3 separate regions of the Zea mays genome follow, and all the other regions are linked to region 2. A link is a contact called in public Hi-C data. All regions are on one chromosome and are shown on one strand. Each heading gives the region's core, a stretch centred on a gene start, on an enhancer-like site or on the middle of the called end of the contact. The rest is flanking DNA. Distances are from core to core; before and after follow the strand shown. Region 1 has its middle 17 kb from the start of LOC100279532. Region 2 holds the start of LOC100273617 (Mitochondrial import inner membrane translocase subunit TIM22-2). Region 3 has its middle 21 kb from the start of LOC100285636.

Evidence for each region. A called contact is a pair of places that touch in the nucleus more often than the background predicts.
Region 1: a contact with region 2 is called in a Hi-C map of ear, with 2.9 times the contacts expected there. The contact joins the enhancer-like site here to the promoter of LOC100273617 in region 2. A contact is called at or near these places in 2 of 25 Hi-C or Micro-C datasets (ear and tassel).
Region 3: a contact with region 2 is called in a Hi-C map of bundle sheath, with 2.6 times the contacts expected there. The contact joins the enhancer-like site here to the promoter of LOC100273617 in region 2. A contact is called at or near these places in 4 of 25 Hi-C or Micro-C datasets (bundle sheath, ear, leaf and 1 more).

What each region holds. Positions count from the first base shown.
Region 1 is chr10:29,970,767-29,973,993 of Zm-B73-REFERENCE-NAM-5.0, reverse strand. No RefSeq gene overlaps it. Among protein-coding and RNA genes, the nearest start is that of LOC100279532, 17 kb to the left of the region's middle. Within about 2 kb of position 1,898, at least 12 of the 20 cell types and tissues checked have an H3K27ac peak or open chromatin away from gene starts, as enhancers often do. A contact at or near this core is called in ear and tassel, where this site is marked.
Region 2 is chr10:29,675,125-29,678,265 of Zm-B73-REFERENCE-NAM-5.0, reverse strand. LOC100273617 (Mitochondrial import inner membrane translocase subunit TIM22-2) reads left to right here and starts at 1,711. Exons shown (of 5, transcript NM_001148033.1): 1 at 1,711-1,993. The coding sequence starts at 1,729.
Region 3 is chr10:30,054,032-30,056,850 of Zm-B73-REFERENCE-NAM-5.0, reverse strand. No RefSeq gene overlaps it. Among protein-coding and RNA genes, the nearest start is that of LOC100285636, 21 kb to the left of the region's middle. Within about 2 kb of position 1,545, at least 11 of the 20 cell types and tissues checked have an H3K27ac peak or open chromatin away from gene starts, as enhancers often do. A contact at or near this core is called in bundle sheath and leaf, where this site is marked.

The sequences.
Region 1 (3,227 bases), core at 649-3,148, 300 kb before region 2:
ATTGTTGATTTTGATTGATATGTTCAGTCGATATTGATCTGAAAATCAGTAGTGGTCGGCATTTTAGGTAAAGCACCTATTCGTTGCATGCATTTGTTTTGAAACGTTTGAAGTCCAAAAACTAAAAAAGGCTAAAATTTTAAATAATTATAAAATTCAGTTTATAAATAGAGGGTGTTTATGTTCATTCCCACCACATTCAACCATCTTTCTTTATTGTAGCCTCCCACAGTCCCACTTTCTATATAGCGCTCCTCCGTATAGATTGTATGATGCTCCTCCATATGGTGCTCCTTCTTCATTTTTCTCTTGTTTGGTTATCCTTCCTCACATGATACTCCTTCGTATGGTGCTCTTCCTGTACTTTGTTCTCCTACATCCACGATAATGCCTCTAAGTAGTGACAGTGATGACGTTTCAATCCAAACCGCTTGCTCTAATGCTCCACAATTCCAATGTCATAGAGACTGGATGACAAAAGGAGGATGAAAAGCTGGTAAGTACGCATATATATTTTTTGAAGTCCACATAATTGTTAGGTCAATAATGGTTTTTAGTTTATTTTCTAGTTCTAAATGTGGCTACTACACTTAATGTACCCTATTACTGATGGAAATAGTAAGAAGAGATCGATGTTCTAGGGACAAATAGCCAAACACATACAACTCACCACAAAAGCTCATTGCCACCACATCTCAAGCAGTTGAAAGATTAGTGGTCCATAAGCCACCAAAAGATCACCCTATTTAACAACATCTACAACTTCTTATACGTGGCTCGACCGAGTGGAGCAGATGATTCTATGTTGCTTGAAAAAGCTAAGACTTTTTGTAAGAAGCCCTGAGAAATCGAGTTGAATCTAGAGCACATGTGGCGTGCTCATCGCCAACAACCCAAGATGTACATGAAGTACACTGATGGGAGTTAAAATCTGTTCCAACTTGGACGGTGAGCATAGCGCATTGTCACATGAAAGTGTAGATGAACTATGCTCTATTGACCGTGATAGGGAAAAAGTTCAATGGAAGGGGAAGGGCCTAACAACATGTAACAATGAGTCCCCATCCACATCTAAGCAGAAAGGAATATTAAAGAAGCTTCCATAGGGTTAGTGAGAGGATTGACGAAACTAAATTATTTGAGCAATTTAACAAATTGCTAGAGCGTTTCGCCGCGGACATGGGCAAAGACAAGAAAAAGCCCCATAATTTGGCCTTCAAAAAAGTTGATAGAGTAACTTAGATTAGGGAGAAATAAGCGACGAAAGAGGTGTAAGAGGAAGATGAGAAAGAGAAATAGTAGTTTATTAGTTCTATTTATGAATTATGTAATTTCAATTTTACGTTTAAGTTATATAATTTCAATTATTTATAAACTTTGTAATTTTATTTGCTTAATTATATAATCGAATGCATTTTTCTTTTAATAAAACGATGCAGTTTAAGTCAACTTAAAGTTTGTAAAAGAAAAATCAATATAACGATGGGGTGATTACTTGCTAAGGCTAAATATTGTTTATTAAAACATTATAGTAGATGACTAACTATAGTTGATAACAAAAGTGATAGTAGGCTTAATAACTGATGTAGCATGATGTATAACGGTTAATACATATCACCCTCCACATTAAGGTTGTGCTCGTCGCTCAGCAGATCTACGTGCATGTGATTATGCAAAACAATGTTTTACACGATATACTATATTGTTTATAGAGTTAAGTTTAAAATTGAAAATGAGATAAAACGGTAGGATGAGGATAGGAAGCCTGTTATAGAGAGCCTAAAAACAGCTTTATATTGTTCAGGTTTCGCTTCCAAACTAGTCACGGTAAAGTGCCCTTTTCATGTCTCTACACCGTCCAGTCCTGATATATGGTTGTTCATCCGTGACGCAAAGTCCAAAACTACTTGGACCTCCTCAAGATGCCTTATACTGTCGGATTGCACATGCAGATCAATCATACATATGCTTGTGTGATGTGTTTTATTCGCGCGCCGCAGCCCACGAGAAAGAAAATGTACCTCTTATATCTACCATGCAAGAAAAAGAAAAGAAAAAAGGCAAGTTGTATACAAAACGAACACGTACGTCACAAGAGGACGATGATGGGATTGGAAGCTGTACCTTGACGTGTTTAGAGTCAAATTAGAGAGTTGATCTAAAAGTTTGGGTCCAATTATTTGGGACCGTTTCACAGTCAAAAAAATAGAAGCTCGAAATATAGCTCAACACGTAAAAAGATAGATTAGCTAATACTCGAATGATTGAGCCGTGTCATGTCTTAAAGTTAGGTACAATAAACGACACAACTAGATAAGTTGAGCTAACACCTAAAAAAAATTGGCCGAGTTAATACACGAACGAGAGTCGTGCCGTACCTTGAAGTTGGACACAGACATGACTAGATGAGCCTTGTTGACCGGCACAACACTAATTAGAAAACTAATGTTTAAATGATTTTTTTATATTTCACTAATTTTCACTTTTTCACAAAAATAACATAAAACATTGATATTTGTTTTCATCTTAGTAAATAATCCTTGTGTTCTTATTTATTTATCGCTGTTTAGTTCAAACATAAACTAGCGGACAACAAATATTCGAAAATAAAAGTAGTATATATTTTATTAAAAAATAAATATATATAGTAATTTTGAGTCAAGTTGCTAGTCCTTGCAATCTGTTTTTAAAGGTTTTTTCTTTCTTATATGAGTTATTTATCTACACTAAGGTTACAAATGAATTAAAGATATTTTTTTAAAAAACTATACAATATTTTTCCCTGTACCATGTTTGGGCCGATTAGACACGGCATTGGCCCATCGTACTTTTAGGCATATCGTGTCTAGGTTTTTATTTTGACATGACATGACACAAGATTAATCTGTACCATACAGGTCTAAAAAATTAGGCTGAAACACCGTACCGACAATGATATGACCTAACTTTCCGCTCTAGTAGAGAGCATACATCTCTTCTTTTTCTAATATATAAAGCACTCGTTTTCATGTGGCGCCTTTTCTCTTCTCGCTTATGCAAAAATAAAATAACATTATACAGGATTCGAAAATCCGGTGATAGGCAATAAAACAATTGAAGAATTAATAATATAAAAAAATATTTACCATTTATGGAGTTCAAGAATTATGCTATTGGCTTAAATGAGACGAGGTTAAACAAACTATTGGCTGGTCGCCTGATTTTTTTGTATTTTAGTCCATTTTTTG
Region 2 (3,141 bases), core at 462-2,961:
CCCTTAGACGAAAATTTAGGGTGTGTTTGGTTTGGCTTTTGGCTTTGACTTTTACTCCCTAAAAGCCAAAAACCAAACCAAGGGCTGGATCCAGGAAGCATCTTTTTCTAAAAACTGACTTTCTCGCAATGCAAAACTCAACGCACCCTTGGACCTGCTTTTAGTAGCTTTTGGATGGAACTGTGAAAACATATATCGAGTAATTTTTAACGGCTTTTAGTGGTTTTCACCAAACGGTTTTTAGCTTCTTAACAGCTCACAACCCATATTAGTTTTTTTCCACAACTCACACCCCACAACAGCTTTTCTCGTTCGCTGCAGCGGGCTACGACCGGCTGCTTGTACTCAATGCTACAGTAAAAAAGAGCCAAACATCTGTAGCCGCAGTCTACCTCTCCAATCCATACCTAACCGAACAGCGGCCCACGTAGAGGATCCTACCGTCTTTTTTGCATTTTAGCCCTTTTTAGGTTTTATTTTCACAAATACGTCCTTTTAAGTTTCATTTAAAAAATGGACCCTCAGCTCGGCGCCATCACTATTGGCGTCGAGCTACGTGTCGACGCCAATTAGTTTGGCGTGTACATATAAGAGTCAACGTCTACGTGGATCTGACGTGGCAGTACCTTGGCGCCGTGGATCTCGGCGCCGAGGTCGGTGCCATGGATCTCGGCGCTGACCTCGGCGCCATGGATCTCGGTGCCGACCTCCGTGTATATAAATATCCCACTCCGGCCGTCAGTTTTTTGATTTTTGAATGATAGCAGTCATTTTATCAATGATTCTTTTTCATACTTAGTTTATTTGGTTTATGAATTTGTGTTCTGTTGTTGTGACCTAAACTGTAACTTGGATAGTTGATGATCTTATACCTGTTTAAATTTACAACTTAGCATTTGATAGGTCAGCCACGGAGACATCTCCTACAAAGTGGTTGGAGTGTTTTTGTGAGCGTCAAGCGTCTTGTACAAGGCATGCAGTGAACACTGGTAGTATGTTCACTGTCTATTACAAACCAAGGTTTGCAAGGAATTATGAGCTTAGTTAAACTATTTCTGTTTCTGTGTTAACTTTTAGTTGTAGGGCTATTGCAGTCCATTACTTAATTGGTGCATGATTCCCTTGTATATTATAAAAGGAAGTTTTGGGATCAATGGATAATGAATTGCACATTTGAGCTGAGTTATTTACACATCCTTGCAGGACTAGTCCAGCTGAATTTGTGGTCTAGTGAGATAGGCACCAAATAAACTAAGTATGAAGAAGAATCATTGATAAAATGACTGCTATCATCCAAAAATCAAAAAATCGACGGACAGAGTGGGATATTTATATACACGGAGGTCGGCGCCGAGGTACTGCCACGTTAGATCCACGTAGACGTCGACTCTTATATGTACACGCCAAACTAATTGGCACCGATAAGTTGTAGCTCGGCGCCAATAGTGATAGCGCCGAGCTGAGGGTCTATTTTTTAAAATAAACTAAAAAGTACGTATTCGTGAAAATAAAACCAAAAAAGAATAAAATGTAAAAAAGACGGGAGGATCCTACTCGCGTCGCGTGTGGCGCCACCGGCAGGCGCAGGCTGTGCACACGACACGGTCAGTCCGCAGCGCACTGCAGTCTGCGCGTGGCGGTGCACCCATTCCTTCTGGTCCCGTGACAAGCAGCGCGCTAGACACACACGCGCGCGAACACGAACAGGGACACGAGGCCGCGGCGGCCATGGCGAGAGGCGGCGGCGATCGGAGTCGGGAGGATGATCCCTTCTCCGACGGCGGCACCACCGAAACCGACTCGGACGAGTCCTCTCCGCGTGGGGTGGGGGCCCGCGGTCCCGGCTCCACCTCCAACCCGATCCTGACACGCCTCGCGGTGTCGCGGAACTCGAGCCCGCTGGCCGCGGCCACCGCGGCCCCAGGGGTCTGCCTCCTCCGCTTCGCCTGGGAGTCCGCCGCGGGCTCCCTCGTCGGCGCCGTCGTTGGCTACGGTAAACCCACGCCGCCCGTGTTTCCGCTATCCCTTGCCTCTCCGTTCGAATGGAACCTCAACCTCGTGCTAGGGTTTATGGCTCACCGATGGCGAGGCAACGTGTGGCTGTGGCGCCATTTCGAGGACCTCAGGTGCGGACTTGGGATGATGGGGCTGGACTCCGTGCGGCTTAGGTTATGTTCCCCCGATTCTAGCGTCACAATTTGTTTGATAAGTATTGTTTTGCTATGGACATTGTTCTGTTGTTCACCCTGGGGGTAGCCAATTATTTGTGCCTGGTCTAATTTGTAGTCTTTAATCTTTATTGTACAGTTCTGGGTCTACTCTTAGGAACTGCTTACATTTTTTGGTCTATAATTGCACCATTTAGAGCTTTCTTTTGTTAGATTAATGCTATGTTATCTAAGTTTCTACAGATTGTGCAGAAGATCTGATTCGGGTGGGATATTTTAAGTTACATGCATGTGTGTTTTCAGCTCTATTTTAACCATGGGAACGGGACTATTTGGTTTCAATAAATGTCTGGATTTGAAATGTGGGGGTGAAAATTTCTCTGATATATTCACTTTATTTTGGCACTGGCTCCTGACTCCTGATTTCTGACCATGTAACCACACAGAGGTTTAGTACTAAACATGACTAAACCTTGATTCCTACAGTCAGACTGCTAATCTGCTGTATTGGGCTGAGACTCTAAGCCTGAAAAAGCTTCACTTGCATGGGTATTTGTGTTATCTTTATAGCTAATATATCTTTAATCTGTTTTCAAATTTATGTATGCCCATAGTTGATTAGTTAGTTGGTGATTTGGATGGTTCTGGAGTATTTGGCTTGTAGCATATCTGTTTTTTTAATGAAAGAGAAGGTATGGTGGTGTGTTTGGGACAATTACCTGCCTTTCATGGGTGAGGATTAGTTTGATTCGCAAAATTGGGTCTCTTACAACCCTATGCAAGTGGGGGTCTACATTAGTGATTAAATTGGACAAAGGTGAGCTGCAAAAGTGAAATTAAGGTTAAGTAGGTGGATTAATGCAGGTTAAATTCTAATGTCATAACCTTGTAAAGCACACATCATGGAAACCAGACGGCATCTTGTATTCTTAGTTCATCCTGCATTCCTGCATCACACACAGCTGACCAAACA
Region 3 (2,819 bases), core at 296-2,795, 380 kb before region 2:
CCCTCGACGGTCCGCCTCAGTGATCATGGCGTCACGCACCTCCACTCCACATGGAAACACAAGAGTAAACACATTGTTGACATTATGTTCCAGAGAATCATTAACGATGACGGTTCAGTGTAAGCATATTCTAATCTAATCACTACGGCATAAAACAAATAAACATACTAAAAACAGCGGTGGTCTTGACTTGTACTTGCTGCTGGTTAATGGACCAAGGAAAAAAAAAATGGAGGCCCCGTTCATTTAGGGGCCCTGTGTTGGTGCCAAGCGCATGGCAAGGCCCTTGGACAACATCTATCTCGTGCTCTATATTTATCTTAAAGTCACGAATGTTTATACTAAATTAATATTTTAAAACTTTGATCATTGATAAAAAAAAATATTCATAAATATTGACTAGATAAAAGCGAAACTATTATATTTATTATTAAAACATCTACCACAATATATAATTTCTTTAATTTAAAATAATTATTTTTATAGATATTGTTATCAAAGTTTAAAACTTTAATTTAGGACAAATTTTCGTGATCTTAAGATAGAGAACGAATGGAGTATGTGGCTTATTATTGTTCATAATCTCTCAAGCCCGTCGACCACGCTGGTTTTTTAATAGAACCGTCAGACCAATATTTAGGAGCAAAAGACTGCGTGCCTAGGTTTTCTTAACAATGAAGACGCCGAGGGTTCCAGTTTTTATCACATTCCACGCGACACAGAAGAATTAGCCACAGAAGCCATCAGGCCTGGGTGCCGGGTGTCCTAGCGAATTAAAAATGATCACCTTGGCCAACTCTTCAGTGTCGCGTACTGCGATATTGTCTCATACTGCGACATCCGCTTGAGAAAAAGAACGATCCAACCCAACAAAACCTCCAACGTATGGACCAAGTAAAAGATCCAATCAGTAGACCATAGAAAGGATAAATAGAAGCCAATAAAAATCTTTACACTCAAACAACTCTGTAAATTTGAGTTAGCAAATTGAAAACGTATGTAATTATTGGACGTGATGAACATCAATCTCTGACTAGTTAAAATCCGACAAGGGGAGGGCAAAAAAAAAAAAGACAAACTTGAGATAAACTTGTATCAGCTTTCTATGAAACGACCGGCCCATGGTGGATCAACTATCCATCAAGGCGGATCAAAATAGGGCGGGTGGACGAGCGAGGCAGGCGGCTGGAAAGTTAAGTATAGCTTGGGGAAGTTGCGGACGGCGAAGTGTGTAGCCACGTCGGTATGCAACGCTGGGCACACACCTCTCTCTTTCGATCTTATCTGGAATCTTGGCAGCGAGACAGTATAAACCAATCGAAAGCGCATATGGCGTCGACCGGATGGATGTTTGCTGTGTGCTGCCATAAGATTATATGAGGGCTGATGAGGCCAATTCACGAGTCTCGATCGTCCAACAGTGTATGTTCTTCTGAGTCCACAGATCACACATACAATAATTACATACAACATCGGATAGATGAGCACTCCTGTTTGTCTTACTCCATCTTTTGGCGTCTACTGTGCTGATCGACCGCTAAGATCGATCCACTAGATGGACCGGATTAATATATATACGGACAACCTGATTGCGATCGCTAGCACAGGCTGTCGGCTTGACCTCCTGAAATTATTGACGGTTTTAAGGCTTTGGTTCCCAAATTAGTCGAAACTGCTTTCAGATCAATGATTGGAGACAAAGAAGATTTTTAGTTTTCCATTTTGTTCAGAGTTAATCACCCATCGTATGATCTGATTTCGTTAAGTATATTTTCACCAAACAAACATTCATTGCATTATTCTATAATAACAAACACCTTAAAATTGGCAATGTATGTATTATATGGGAGCACACAAGCAATCCACAGCGAAATTCTTGACCTCCTGAAATTATTGACAGTTTTAAGGCTTTGGTTCCTAAATTATTAGTTGAAATCTGCTTTCAGACCAATGATTGGAGAGAAAGGTTTTTAGTTTTTGCATTTCATTCAGAGTTAATAATCACCCACTATATATATATTCTGATTTCTTAAACTATTTTCTCCGAAGAAACATTCATTGCATTCTATCCTATAATAAACACCTTAATAATTTGGCGGTACATGAGAGCCGCACTCAAGCAATTCACAACGAAATGCTGATGATTCCATCATGCATCCTGATTAAATCACTATGATGTATGTAGTGTACTAGTTGAGCATAAGAAACACCGTTGGGATTTGCATTCTTGATCCATGTGGTTATTCATTCACTCTGGAAGTTGAAAGAATAGTAGTCTAATAAAATCCATTGTAGATCGATTGCAATGCACCTGGCTCATTTTAATAAAATCCATGTGGTTATTTATTCATGTAGATTGTCAGATCATGGCCTGCCATTGAACATATATATGGGTGGATTGTCGCCCCTAGCTAGCAGGGGCTTGTTTCTGCTCTATTATTATTCAGTAAAATTGGACACAATCACGTGGCGCTTCGTTCAGTGTGAGATGGAACATGCATGGCCGGATTGTGTCGTCGTCTGTAGATCATCAGAGGGCAAATAAACTACTGCATCTAGGCCGGCTTTGCTGCTGCGGATATTCCTTCCTGTGCCGTACTATCGGCATCGGCTCTAGTCTTTGCTACTGTTAGAAGGATATTCCTTCCTGTGCGGTATCTTTCACCCAACCGCATGTCGATCGGCTAGTTTTGCTACTGTTAGAGCAACTCCAAGAAAGAGTCCTAAACTTGGGCCCTAAATAATGAAATACGACCTCATTGAAAGATAATTAGGACCTAACAAATTAGTTTACTCCAACAGTGACTCCTATAGTCTAG